Linked DNA regions of Mus musculus: regions 1, 2 and 3 are each linked to region 4. A link is a contact called in public ChIA-PET and promoter capture Hi-C data. All regions are on one chromosome and are shown on one strand. The core of a region is the stretch at or near the end of the contact, and the rest is flanking DNA. Distances in the headings are between cores, read along the strand shown.

Region 1 (3,126 bases), core at 601-3,100, 600 kb before region 4:
CAGCTCACAACCACTTGTCACTCCAGTTCCAGTGGATCCAAGCCTCTGTAGGCACCAGGCACACACATGGTGCACATATATGCATGCGGGCAAAATACTCATAAAAATAAGATTTAAATAAAAATGGAAAACAGAGTAAACTTGAAAGAGAGGGAAGTGCTTACTTCTAACATATGTACAATGAATAACTATTAGGATTTAGTAAGTAGTAAAATATTAACAAAGCATGTAAACAACTTGCATAAAGTACAACTTAAACACATTACATGCAGCCTTACTTACAATAAATGAAATGAAAATCAAAGTTGCAATAACATGTTAATTTCTATTATTGGGTTGTCCAAAAAAAAAAAATCAGGCTGTGTGACAACATATGGTGTCAGTATGCTATCATACAGGTCCTTTTCATGCATGCCTGGTAGGTGCAAAACTTTTTAAACTTCTGTGGAAGGCAATCTGGCAATACTAAATCAAAGCCTTTTCAAATATTGTTAACTGAATAAAAACTGGAAAAAATGTTTGTGGGAAAATCTTTGCAAAGCTGTGTACATTCAAATGAAATAACAAGGCACAATTCTTTGAGCTAATGTTTGTATTCGTTAAGTAGTTACCATGGGGATAGTCATTTAAAAGCAAAATTAATCTGAGCATGGTGATACATGCCCAGGTGCATCTCTAAGTTTGATTCCAGCCTCATCTACAAAGAGAGACCCTGTCTCAAAACAACAAAACAAAACTGGTCCACCCAAAGAGTTCCAAGCCATCCACGACTATATAGAGATACTGTGTCTTATAAGTAAAAAAAAAAAAAAATTAAAGTGCAAAGTGAAGTATGCTTAAAAGTAAACATGTTAAAAGTTCTGGTTAAATACATCTTCTATATCCCTGTCATATCTTGAGATTTAACTAAGAGTCAGAAAGGTAGTTGCTTTGAAACACTAACATATATAAAAAGGAAGTTATAAAATTATATCTATAGCATGTTTTCAGCTGTGCAAAAATACATTTACGTGTATTTTAAGTGTGGGATGAAAAATTTCCCAAGAAACTGGTTGTACTGGTTGCCTCTGAAGGGACATTTTCTTCAATAACCTTTTGTTACTTGTGAATCTTCTTGAAAGTGCATGTATTATTTACCCAAATATATATTTTGGATGACTAGAAGGCGAGCATGTTTGCAAGCCCAGCTACTCAAGAGCCTAAGGGAACAAAATTTGAGAACAGCCTGGACAACATAGCAACATATAACAGTAGTAGTGGTAATAATAATAATAATAGGAAATTGACCCAAAGACATCTGGGTCAGACACAATGCTAGCTATGTTCACTCAACAAATGTTTAATGAGTATTCATCATGTGCCAGCACAAAACATCTCCTGGAGACTCGGAGCGACTGTGCCCTCGCCTCAAAGTGAAGGTGGTAGCAGGGCCAACCGTTCCTAACGGTTCGGGAACGACCCAGACGGCGGCTGGAATTCAGTTTTTCAAGCAAACCGCTGCCTGCCAAATCCTCCCCCTTCCACAGGTCCACGGCCCCGGGGCAAGGCAGGGGGCCCCTGCTGGCGCGCTCCTCCCATAGCTGCCTTACCCAGGTGGTGGCCACGGTGACTTTCGGTCCACGTGGCGTGTGCAGCGCCCGCCCCCATTTCACTCCTTTAACATAGTTGCTTTCCTGTCCCCTGGCTAAGATGGGGGTAGGGGGTCCATCCAGGCAGAAATTCTTAACAGATAAAGTGGCGCCGCAATCAGGAGGTGGCTTCCCCCAAGGCCGCTGGCCGCGGAATGACTCCGTAGGCCTCGGGACACCCACGAGTGACCCAATCCCCCGACCCTCGGAGCGCCAAAGTCCCTCGCGGCTTAAAGCAGCACAACCTCCTAGAGGAGGACCGAGGACTCCAGAAGCCTCTAATTGGCTGTTTAATTCTCAGCAGGTGCGAGCTCCATTAAAAGCATCGGCTTCCCCGGGCTCTAACTGGCTGTGGACGTGGGCGGGCTTGGATTTTCATCCGGGTAATTGGACTTGAGCGCGCACCAGCCACGTCGCTCACGGCAGTCCGCAGAAGGATTGGCTGCGGCGGAGGAGCGCGATTGGTCAGACTTCAAAGTGAGCGTTGATTGGTGAGGATGCGCTGCGGGGGCGGAACAAGCGGCTGCTGAAAAGCGACCCGCTAGGCGGCTGCGCTGAGGGAGCGACAGGGCGGCGGCGGCGGGGGTGAGGTGCGAGGCGAAGCGCAGAGCGCGCAACTCTGGAGGAGCGGTAAAGGCAGGGCGCGAGAGGGAAGTTTGGGGTGTGGGAGAAGCAGAGCGGTAGGGACCCTGGCAATTGGAAGACCGAAGCGCGGGACTGAGGGTCGGGAGGCGTGGGACACTTGGGGGCTAGGAGTGAGGCCCTCGCGGATCACCGCGTGGGGCAGCTGTGCTGGGAGCTAATAACCAGACTCAGATCAGGGGCTCTGGGCCGGGGAGCTAGGCCCCCAGGATTGATAGGACGTTCACCACAACTCAGCACTCCTAAGCCGGCTCTCTTTGAAACGAGGGACCTTTTATTAATTTGCCTTTTACCTTCCTCAACTTAGTCCAGTGACTGTTTGTAGCTGCAGGGTGTTTTGTTGCAAGGTGTTTTGTTTTCTTTTAGTGGCGGAGCCTGTGACAGTCAGCTGGTTTTGAACTCAAAATCCTCCAGCCCTTGCCTCTGAAGTGGTGGAAGTACAGTACAGGCCAGCACCAGAACGCTCTAGATTGGATTGATTGTCTATCAATCTTCCTTTCTCAAATTTACTTGTAATATCTGGTTAGATTTGCCTGTTGGTTGGTTGGTTGGTTTTTGTTTTTGTTTTTGTTTTTTTAAGGTTTATATATTTTATATATGTGAGTGCATCGCTGCTGTCTTCAGACACACCAGAAGAGGGCGTCAGATCCCATTACAGATGGTTGTGAGCCACCATGTGGTTGCTGGGAGTTGAACTCAGAACCTCTGGTAGAGCAGTCAGTGCTCTTAACCGCTTAGCCATCTCTCCAGCTGATTGGTTGGTTTTTGAGACATCTCTTGTAGTTAACCCAGACTGGTCAAGAACTTGTCCTGTAGCCATCCTTAAACTGCTGATCCTTCTACCTCCACCTTTCAG
Region 2 (3,190 bases), core at 397-2,896, 880 kb after region 4:
TCTTGCAGGCCTTAAGTTACCATTGCTGTGCAGGGTTGCTCTCCACTCTGAGGGAAACATGATCTTTTTTATCATGTTTATCAGCCCCCGCCGGCTGTGCATCCCCTCCCCTCCCCATCCCCTCCCCTGCCAGCTGTGCATCCTTCCTATAACAACTGTACTCCCTATATCCATTGTTCTTGCATTTGTCTATTTTCCCTGGGCTCCTTCCCTTTCTCCAGCCCCTGCTCTTCTCCACTCCCTCACAGGTAGCCCTGGCTATGTCCTTGCACCACATGGTGGATCACAATCATCTGTAGCCGCAGTCCCGAGGGTTCTGATGTGCTCATCTGGCCTCCAAGAGCACCGAGCACATACATGTTGCACAGATATACATGACACAACCCCCTCCCACACACATAAAAATAGCTATTAGAACAAAAGAAAAGCTCCACAAGCCTCACATACCTAGTAAATACTTGCTAAGCATCTAAAATGAGTCCTTGAACACCGTGCAAGTGGCTGTGGGCTCATCATGCACAGATTGTTCCCCACAGCTGCTAACAGCTCACAGAGAAGAGTGGCCCAGACTCAGCCTGTTGAACACACATGGAATCCTGAACACTGGCCAAGATGTTCCCATCCTCCTAACCTTGGGGAACAATGTGTCTAGTGACCGCCAGACCCCCCCAACCCTCCACCCCCCCTACCCTCCCATCCCCCCCACCCCCCCACCTCCACTGATTCCCCTCCTAGTGACTTTTTGCAAAAACCTCCAGGAAGCCCGGTAATCTTTTAAATTTTTCTGTAGTTTGTTGTTGCTTTGTATGTACCCTCAAAAAACGATTTTTCTCATATATGATCAAAATGCTCAGATCCCATCATAGGATTCCTCTGTTCTGCAGACTCCTAAGGACCAACCCGTCCTCATACAAATGATGATTCCTGATAATATGAAATCTCTCTCCCCAGCCTGAGGAAAAGACACCACTCAAGTTTATTTTCCAGACTATAAATAAAGGAAGTATGACATCAAAGGAACCAAGCAGCTCGGCGTGGGGCGGGGGTGGAGGGGATGGGTGTAATTTCCTCTCAGTCCCATTGCTCTAGTTGCTTTGTGACTCCACGATTCCTTCCAAACATTTTCCTAATATTTCTCTCCCGGCTCCTCCTGCTTTTCTCATTCTGTCATTACAGAATACAAGTGGAGGCTTCATTTAAGACGTAATTCCTATACCAGGCTGCCCAAAGAGTTCCAACTTTTAAGCCTAACTTTGATCCCTCAGGATGCTTCTCTGGGTCATTTCCTCTAATTCAACTTAAGAACAATGTCCGTCCCTATCTTCCCACAACCTCTATCCTGTGCTCTTTTTTATTTGTCTCTAGAGTCAAACAGGATCTTCCTCCGACAAAGCTCCTCTAGTAATAGGTAGGGTGGCTATCACCCTTCTCTACCGAAAGAAAGGAAACCGTGGCCAAGGCGCCAGCGAACCCAGGAATCATTGTTCTGATTGGGCCCAGACTCCAGCCTACTCTTCTGAAGCCACTCCCAGCACCAAGAGGAGGGCTCTGAGGATGAGAGACTACAACTCCCAGAAGGCCATGCCGCCATGACCCCGCCTCTGCAGTTCCGCCCCACCAAGTATTCATTGGCCTTCCGGGGGTGGGAATTAGATGGGAGGTGGCCATGGGGCAGCGACCGGGGGTTGTTCCCTCTTCGGCTTCCGTAGACGAGGTCGGGCGGACCTTCGTCCGGGGTTTCGGCACCCCCCCTTCCCCTTCCCCGGGGTCCGGGGGTGACATTGCACCGCGCCCCTCCTGGGGTTGCGTCCTCGCCCCACGCGGACTCCCCCTCGGCGCGCAGCTCCCTTTCGCCTTCCTTGGCCGGGGTTCCCTCCCTTCCCCAGCTGCCCAGTCATGGGGGCTGCTGTGTTTTTCGGATGCACCTTCGTCGCGTTCGGCCCAGCCTTCTCCCTTTTCCTGATCACTGTAGCTGGAGACCCACTTCGGGTTATCATCCTGGTGGCGGGGTGAGTGTCGAGTGGTGGAGACGGGGCCGAACGTAGAGAAAAAGGTGCAGAAAGGGCTGGAGGAACTGGAGCAGGCTTGGGAGCCTGAGTTGGGGGGCAGAAGTCGGAAAAGGTTGGACACAGGGTCAAATCGTGATCTAGGAGAATTTCCCGCAGTCGGCTTCCGCCTTCCAGGGATTTCACAGATTCTTCCTGTAGTCCTCCCGGCAACGTCAGAGAAGGCCCAAGGCCAAGATTAATGAGGGGGCTGTGCTGACCTCGGCCAGCCAAGGATCTTGGAATGGATACCTAGTCTGTCCGTTCATGCCCACACACTTTGACTCTAATGAAGACTCTAACCAGATCTCTACCCTTTCTGCTGCTTTCAGATTCTTACAAATGAGTCTGTTGGTGGAGACACTTATCTGGTCCCTGTCTCCCTTACCATCCGGAAGTCTAACTTCCACTTTTCATACATTCCATCCTTGGCTGGCTCCCTCCTTGATTTTTCCATCTGCTCCTGTCTTTGCCTCTCTCATTGCCCTTGTGTTTTCTCAGAGCCTTTTTCTGGCTGGTCTCCCTGCTCTTGGCTTCTGTGGTCTGGTTCATCTTGGTCCATGTGACAGACCGATCAGATGCACGGCTCCAGTATGGCCTCCTGATTTTTGGTGCTGCTGTCTCTGTCCTTCTACAGGAAGTGTTCCGTTTTGCTTACTACAAGCTCCTTAAGTAAGGACAAGGGGGGCTCTGGAAGGGAGGGGGGACAGTGGTGTGCATGGCGGGAAGTGGGCCAGCCCTGCGATGGTGGTTGGAGTAAGGGTCGTTAAAGGGAGGGTATTGGAGGGGAAGGAACATCCCTGCCCTTCCTTCTGTTTCCCAGGAAGGCAGATGAGGGCTTAGCATCACTGAGTGAGGACGGAAGATCACCCATCTCCATCCGACAGATGGCCTATGGTGAGCCAAGGGAGAGGGACCAGAGGAGGGAGTTGGACACCCCATCCTCTCTTTCTGGGTAATCTAAACAGCCACGTATGCTAAAGTGTTTTTCTTCATACTTGACTTCCAAGGAGAGGCGGTCTGGAGGGAGAGTAGGTATGGTAGACTTTTCCCTGGGCTTGGGGAGTAGGTACTGCTAATGAAGCTGTGGTGGTCCTGGTCGTTGACAAGACCCTCCCCTCCCCCCAGTTTCTGGTCTGTCCTTC
Region 3 (3,110 bases), core at 118-2,617, 910 kb after region 4:
CACATGGCAACTAAGAAGCAGAGAAAAAGGAATCTAAAAGAAATAATTACATAGTTTCTGTTGTTATTGTTATTTTGTGACAGAGGCTGGCCTTGGATTTACTTAGTAGATGACTGTGGATCTGCCCCTCTCTCCCTTCTGAGGGCTATGATTAAAGGAATGTTGGATCTTTCAGGAACATTAAACAGAAAAAAAAAGTTTTGGTTTTGTTTTTAATTTACTTATTTTGTTTTTGCATATCCGTGTGTTTTGCCTGCACGTACGCACACACAATGCATCTGTGCCTGTGGCCTGTGGAGTCCGGAGGATGCCTCTGAATTTCCTGGCATTGTAGTTATGGGTGATTATGAGCCACTATATGGGTGCTAGAAATCGAACCAGGGTGGAACCTCTGCTAGAGGTCATTGCCTCTCCATCCCCTCACACTTAAAAGAACATTTTAAGTAGATTCCTGTAGGAAAGGAGAGGCCTTGCTGGACAGTTTCTGATAATTGTGTTTCTTTAGGCCTGTGTTATTTTTCCTCTAAGGTGTCAATTTTGTTTGTTTGTTTTTCTGTCTTTTGGAAACAGTCTCTCCCCACCCCACCCCCCTTTCTGTGTAATCCTGGAACTCGCTCTGTAGACCAGGTTGGCCTCGAATTCAGAGATCTGCCTGACTCTGCCTTCCAGTGCTGGGATTAAAGGCGTGTGCCACCGCGGCTGGCTCTAATATTCCAACTTTTTAGCAGTGACAAATGACCTCAGTATCAACTCCTCCTGGACAGTTTTATTTAAAGGCTTCTGACTCAACGTGCTAAACTCAACTCTGCTTTCAGAGCCGTTCCCCCCTTTATGTTGGAAGTTAAAATACCTTCTTTATCACGCTCTGGTTCTACAAGCAGTTCGGGACGGGGAGGTGTCACCAACACGCTGTTCGCGCTCGCGCCCCTGCTTACACTTTAGCCGCAGAGCAGAAGGCTTGTGCTTTAAGACCACCGAAAGCTCTGGGTGCAGTGTGTTGCATGACCCACTTACAACTTGGGGATGCCAACGACGCCTTTTCCCTTCCTTTTAACCCTGAAGCCAGAAAAACCCCAAACAAACAAAAACAAACCCAACAGACACCCAAACCGTCCTACTACCAAGGGGAAAGCGCGCCAATCACACAAAGAAAAGGAGGGGGGCGACTGGGATTCAAAATCATTTCTCCGGGACGTACATCCTCCCGAACCTATCGGAATTAACTGCGCGCCTAGTCAGAGCCAATAGACACTGAGTTTCTGGTCCAGGTCCCCCCTAAAGACAAATGGACAACCCTCTAGCCCAATGGAGTCGTGTGACGCTAAGGACTCGACCAATCCCGTTGGGAGGTGGGTGGAGTGTAGGCTAGGGGGGGTTGGCGGTGCCGTGTCATGGAGGCTCAGTCTCGCAGCAGCCATTGAAGGGGAAGGAACTGCGGGCGCGCGCGTGTCTCTCTCCCTCACTCTCTCTGTGTGAAAGTGTGTGCGTGCCCGAGTGTGCGCGCGCGGGTGTGTGGACTCGGAGGTGGGGGCAGCCGAGTTAGTCCCAAGTCGTCGGACTCCATTTGCTATTCTTTTCTTTCTCTCCCACACCCGTGTGGTAGTGGGCGTTCGTCTTTGCGTCTCTTTTCATTCATCTCCAGACCTTTAGAGGTTTTTTTAGGGTTGGGGATAGTGGGGAGGGCAGGCGAGGGGAAAGGAGGAGGACATGGAGATGAAGAAGAAGATTAACATGGAGTTGAAGAACAGAGCCCCGGAGGAGGTGAGATGACTCAGCCCCCATAGTCCCCTCCCGCCCTGGATCGTGAGGGGTGGGCTTCGGGGGTCCGGGTGGGTGCGCAGGGCGGGCTGGGAAGCGCGCCCCCACTTGGGGTGGAGGCGGGGTGTTTATTTTAAGTTTTAAATCACCAGGCTCTTGTGCTTAAAATGGCGAAGGGCTTAAGTTTCTAGGGGCATTTTCGTGAGCGCGCGGGGGCTCAGCCCCATGGCGTCCTCGCAGACTGGTGGCCCGGCATCGCGGGCGCGGGCGGCGTGGGCGCGACCCCCGGGTCCTCGCCACCTGCGAAGTTGGTGTAACTTTCCCGCGGCGCCGCCACTCGGCCGGCCGCGGCCCCGGGTGTGGGACTCGCGCCGATCTGTGCCCCACGCTCCCTCCGACCGTGCCCGCTCGCGGGCAGCACGCGCCGCGGCCGGGGCCGCAGCGGAATCCCGGGACCCGACGGCGCGGGCCGCGATCCGCGTGGCGCGCGGACTTTTACGCAAGCTGGAGGCTTGTGCGAGCCTCGCTGCGCTCAGTGCGGTCGTAGGGAAGAGTCCCGAGTCTTGAAGGGGGCCCGGGAGGCGTCGCCCCGACTCCCCGCCGTCGGATTCCCTAGCGGTTTACGCCAGGTCCGCGGGTCTGGAGATTGGCCGCGGCGGGCGGGGACCAGGCTCGCTGATTCGCGGCCGCGGCGTGAAATCGAGGGACAAGGGGTCCGCGCCGCCGTGGTCCCTTGACGCCCGCTCAAAGGCGGGCATCTGCCGGGCCTCCACAGTTATCATGCAGAGCCAACGGTCCCTGAGCCCTGCTGATTTTCGTGGTTCCTTTGCGGGTTTTGGTGACTGGAGGCGAGAGAGAGGTGGTGGAAACATTGTTGCTGTGAGGGTTATCTCTGGGAGCAATGGAAGTTTTCTAGAGCTTCTTAGAAGATTCTAGAAAAACTCAAAAGTTGAAAGCTGTCAGCAGGACGTGGTGAGTGATATCTGTAATTCTGTATATCTGTAAATCTGTACTTCTCATATCAAGAAATTCCCAGCCCTTGGGAGGGAGGCCGAGGTAGGACGCTGGTTGCAAGTGGGACTCTGTCAAACAAGGCAAAGCAAATCAAAACAAGCAGTTTCTCAGAAGTCTTGTGGAGCAAAAATGGGTCGTCCCCTCCGCCCCATCCTTTCACCTTCAATTTGGAGGATTGCTTGACATGCCTTTTTGCAGTCTCTTTCCTTTGGTGTGGTGTGGTAACAGTTAAGTTTATATAGATAGTTTATAAGGCACTCCCATTTATTTACTTTCTCCTTGGGAAAATGTAAGCTGGGTTGTATTGTTCTAGAATCCAAATTAGCAAATAGGAGTAA
Region 4 (3,161 bases), core at 170-2,669:
GGTGGAGTACAAACCAATGGGGACTAAGAAAACACCTGCGAACCTACCTCTCCCAACCACCTCCCTCTGGCGTGCAAGTGACTTGGAGGTCATCCGATAGCCACCTGGAGCAGACAGTGGGCCAAACACAGAGGCTTAAGGCCAATGAAGATCCTCCACTCAGCCGCCAGGCCTGTGGAGCTGCCATCTCCCTACCTACTTTCCCCCTCTGTTCTTCAAAAGCAAAGGGGGCTTAACAAGAAAAGGGTGAACAGACACCGGTAGGGTGGGGGCTCCATTGCCCTTTGCCCAAGGCCTACAGCGCAGAGCAAAAGGAAGGGGCCAGAGCACGGCCAGGGGCGATTAGGTTGCGGCCAAGCTGGGCAGCGGGCGGCATTTAAGTCCCTGCCATCTGCCAGGGACTGGCGCGGAAAGTAAGTCCGGGGTTTCGGGTAGGGGACAAGAAGTACATTTAAAAACTAAAGGGTAAACTGAGGCGAGTGGTGCTTCTTTCACTTTCACCGGCTAAGAACTCAAGGGAGGGCCTCGGTGAGGCCAGGCCCTTAGGATCTGCGGCGCTGCACATTGGGGGCCAGGACTCCCCGGCAGTGGGGAGTGGCGCGAGGGGAGTGGAGACACAAGAGGGGGCGGTCCCTGCGTGATTCTAAGCTCTGCAGCCAGGTCAGTCCAGACTCGAACCTGGTCCCCTTCATCTCTGCGCGCCGGGCAGCTTGCCCTGTCTCTGACCCCCAGAGGCTCTCCCCAGACCCGAGTGACTGCAAGGAGCTCGCCAGGATCGAGGCGCTAGCCTGAGTCCTGCCTGGGTCCGGACGCTGACCAGCACCCGGTCGGGATGCAGGCTCCTCTCCTGCTGGGCCCAATTCCCCCGCCCCCACCGCCCGGCACGGACACCATTTTAGGTCGCGACATCCCGCAGCCTCGAGTCCCCCGGCCGCACTCTGACTGCCTCTCAGTCTAAGAGCGCCAGGACTTAGGGGTCCAGGAACCCCCTCCCACGTTACCAGGCTAGGGGGCCGTGCTTCCAGCAAACTGGAGTTCCCACCGGTGGTCCTCGAAGAAGAAGGCGGCGACCCGGCCAGGCCAGCAGCCGCCCCAGGGGGCGGCGGCACGGAGAAGGGGGTAGTTGACCAAGTGGGGGAGGGGCAGGGGTATTTACCCGCCCCCCCGGGGGGCGGAGCCAGGGGCGGGTATTTGCCGCGAGCGTGCTTACTTGTTCCGATCCTGGTGCGGGCTGAGACCCTACGGCCTCCTCCCGGTTCCAGCCGCCACCGCCGCTACCGCCGCCGCCGCCCTCCCCGCGGCCGCCGCTACTTCCTGCTTCTCTCCGCTTCGGCCTCCCCTCTCCCTCAGCTCCCTCCGTGCTCCTAGTCCGGGCTGCCCGCTTTCATACTCGCCATTGGCTAATGGACCTGTCATTCAACTGTGAGCCCCACCCAGTCCCGTATGGGATTGGCCCTCCATACCCCGCTCGGAACTGGCCCCTCATAGTCTTCTCATCACTATTGGACAAAGGGCCTGGGCCCTGTGGAGAAGGTTCTCCCCATTGGCTGCTCCGGAGTCCACCTGCCCTGTCTGAGCAGCCCGAAAGCCATTGGCCGCCGCCGCTGTCGCTTAGCAAGAAGCCAGCCTTAGTCTTCGCTTTGGGTTGCGAGGGGTGACTAGCTAGCTCAGAAGCGTAGCCATCCTCTCTCCATTGGTCGCTCGAAGCTGGACACTGTGCCTCACATCTACAAACTTAGGAACTCTAGCTGTATGGCGGCGCGTCTAGGGGAACCTCGTCGGCTCCGTGTGGAACCTGGGTGTTTTAAGTGTTCGTGCCGTTTCCTCAGGCTAAGCCGCGCTCGAACGGATGCGGTGCTGGGGGTCACAAAATGAGGTGCCACCCCCAAACATTACGTCATCGGGGTGACCATTGCCTGGGGTTCCTCGCAGTCTAAACTGCTTTATAATCCGGATGGATGCGGTTCTGGCGTCCGCCTGCCTCTGGGCGTACGCACCACGCACGGCCCCTCCCTCTGCGGGAGAGCTGGACAGACTTTGGGATTCCGAGTGTAAAAGAAACCGGAACCACCGAGACCTGAGACCTGGGACACGCTGCGACCGGAAGTGGGGGAGGTGACGTTGGGAAGTGCTGGCGTGGCCTGGGCCACAACCAAGGAGAGCTTAAGGTAGTATGCTGATAGGCTTCTTACGCGAGAGAAGGAGGGAGCCCAGATCTATTTCCCATTTAAGAGAGCTCCCTTTTCTCCGCCCCTGACGGGAGCTGGCATTACTGTTCCCGTTGAGCTTTCCCGCGCTTTGCTGCCCCGCCCCTTGGAGGTGGGAAAAGGGGCGGAGTCGCCAGGGAGACGAATTGCCTTGACACTCACCCACCTGCGCTGGCTCAGGTTTTTGCTGGATCCATCTGCAGGCCCAGTGTGCCACCTGGCGCGCTCTCTACCCTGGCCCCGCGCCGCCGCCGCCCACCGCGACCGCAGCCGTTTCAAATGACAAGGGTTTTTAAATTTCTGTTTTATTTTCACTTTTTGCAGTGTTCGGAGTGGAACCTAGTGCTTCACCCAGTCCAAGCAAGCAGCCCACCGACATAGCAGCTTGGCGAGTGTTTTTGTTTTGTTTTGGCGATACTGATTATTGGACGTTGGGAGTCGCACACGCTTGGCAGGTGCACTCGTAACACTGAAGCTACTCTATACCCTATCACTTTTTGGGACAGGGTTTCCACTAAGTTGTCCTGCCTGCCTAGTAACTAGGGCTACACTGTTGCGCCATCAGGCCCAGGTTTGGGTAAAGCTTTTAAAAGAAGGCTCTGTTACCTCCCCTTGGACTCCCATAGCAGTGGATCCAAAAAATTCAGGCTTATGTATGGGAGGAATCTTGGAACCACTACATTCCACATGATGACATCAGACAAATCGTTCTACCTCCCTAAACCTATTGTCTCATGAATAAAATGGTAACTATAATATCCACCTGCCAAGATTATTTTTGTGAGCATGAAAAGCTTAGAAGGCAGAGTGCTATTTATATAGCGATAGCAAACAACGGGATAAATGCAGCCCCTACCTTTGCCTCATCTGCCATATTTCTCAGAGGTGCTGCAGCTCACAGAACTCTTTCTGAATAACGAGAGTTCTTTACTGGAGAGCTGAGGCTGTGGCTCC

The links. Promoter capture Hi-C pulls out the DNA fragments that hold promoters and counts their contacts. ChIA-PET counts read pairs in DNA pulled down with a chosen protein or histone mark.
Region 1: a contact with region 4 is called in a promoter capture Hi-C map of neural stem cells. The contact joins the promoter of 1700040D17Rik here to the promoter of 4930481B07Rik in region 4. A contact is called at or near these places in 5 of 39 promoter capture datasets (cranial neural crest, frontonasal cranial neural crest, maxillary cranial neural crest and 2 more) and 1 of 115 datasets of contacts at active chromatin or transcription factors (neural tube).
Region 2: a contact with region 4 is called in an RNA polymerase II ChIA-PET map of memory CD8 T cells, with 17 read pairs. The contact joins the promoter of Aph1a here to the promoter of 4930481B07Rik in region 4. A contact is called at or near these places in 2 of 39 promoter capture datasets (liver and pre-B cells) and 3 of 115 datasets of contacts at active chromatin or transcription factors (bone marrow-derived macrophages, memory CD8 T cells and pancreatic cancer cells).
Region 3: a contact with region 4 is called in a promoter capture Hi-C map of liver, with 6 times the contacts expected there. The contact joins the promoter of Anp32e here to the promoter of 4930481B07Rik in region 4. A contact is called at or near these places in 1 of 39 promoter capture datasets (liver) and 1 of 115 datasets of contacts at active chromatin or transcription factors (astrocytes).

What each region holds. Positions count from the first base shown.
Region 1 is chr3:94,411,105-94,414,230 of GRCm38.p6, forward strand. It overlaps 1700040D17Rik (RIKEN cDNA 1700040D17 gene), which reads right to left and starts at 1,851. Exons shown (of 2, transcript NR_152121.1): 1 at 1,590-1,851. It overlaps Tdrkh (tudor and KH domain containing protein), which reads left to right and starts at 2,140. Exons shown (of 14, transcript NM_001357711.1): 1 at 2,140-2,258.
Region 2 is chr3:95,892,275-95,895,464 of GRCm38.p6, forward strand. It overlaps Aph1a (aph1 homolog A, gamma secretase subunit), which reads left to right and starts at 1,647. Exons shown (of 6, transcript NM_146104.3): 1 at 1,647-2,009; 2 at 2,547-2,717; 3 at 2,869-2,942; 4 at 3,174-3,190. The coding sequence starts at 1,897.
Region 3 is chr3:95,927,890-95,930,999 of GRCm38.p6, forward strand. Anp32e (acidic (leucine-rich) nuclear phosphoprotein 32 family, member E) reads left to right here and starts at 1,368. Exons shown (of 7, transcript NM_023210.4): 1 at 1,368-1,761. The coding sequence starts at 1,708. Gm46815 (a long non-coding RNA gene) reads right to left here and starts at 1,136. Exons shown (of 3, transcript XR_001783926.1): 1 at 851-1,136.
Region 4 is chr3:95,014,110-95,017,270 of GRCm38.p6, forward strand. 4930481B07Rik (a long non-coding RNA gene) reads left to right here and starts at 1,420. Exons shown (of 2, transcript XR_003954670.1): 1 at 1,420-2,168; 2 at 2,532-3,161. It overlaps Zfp687 (zinc finger protein 687), which reads right to left and starts at 1,348. Exons shown (of 9, transcript NM_001357863.1): 1 at 1,211-1,348.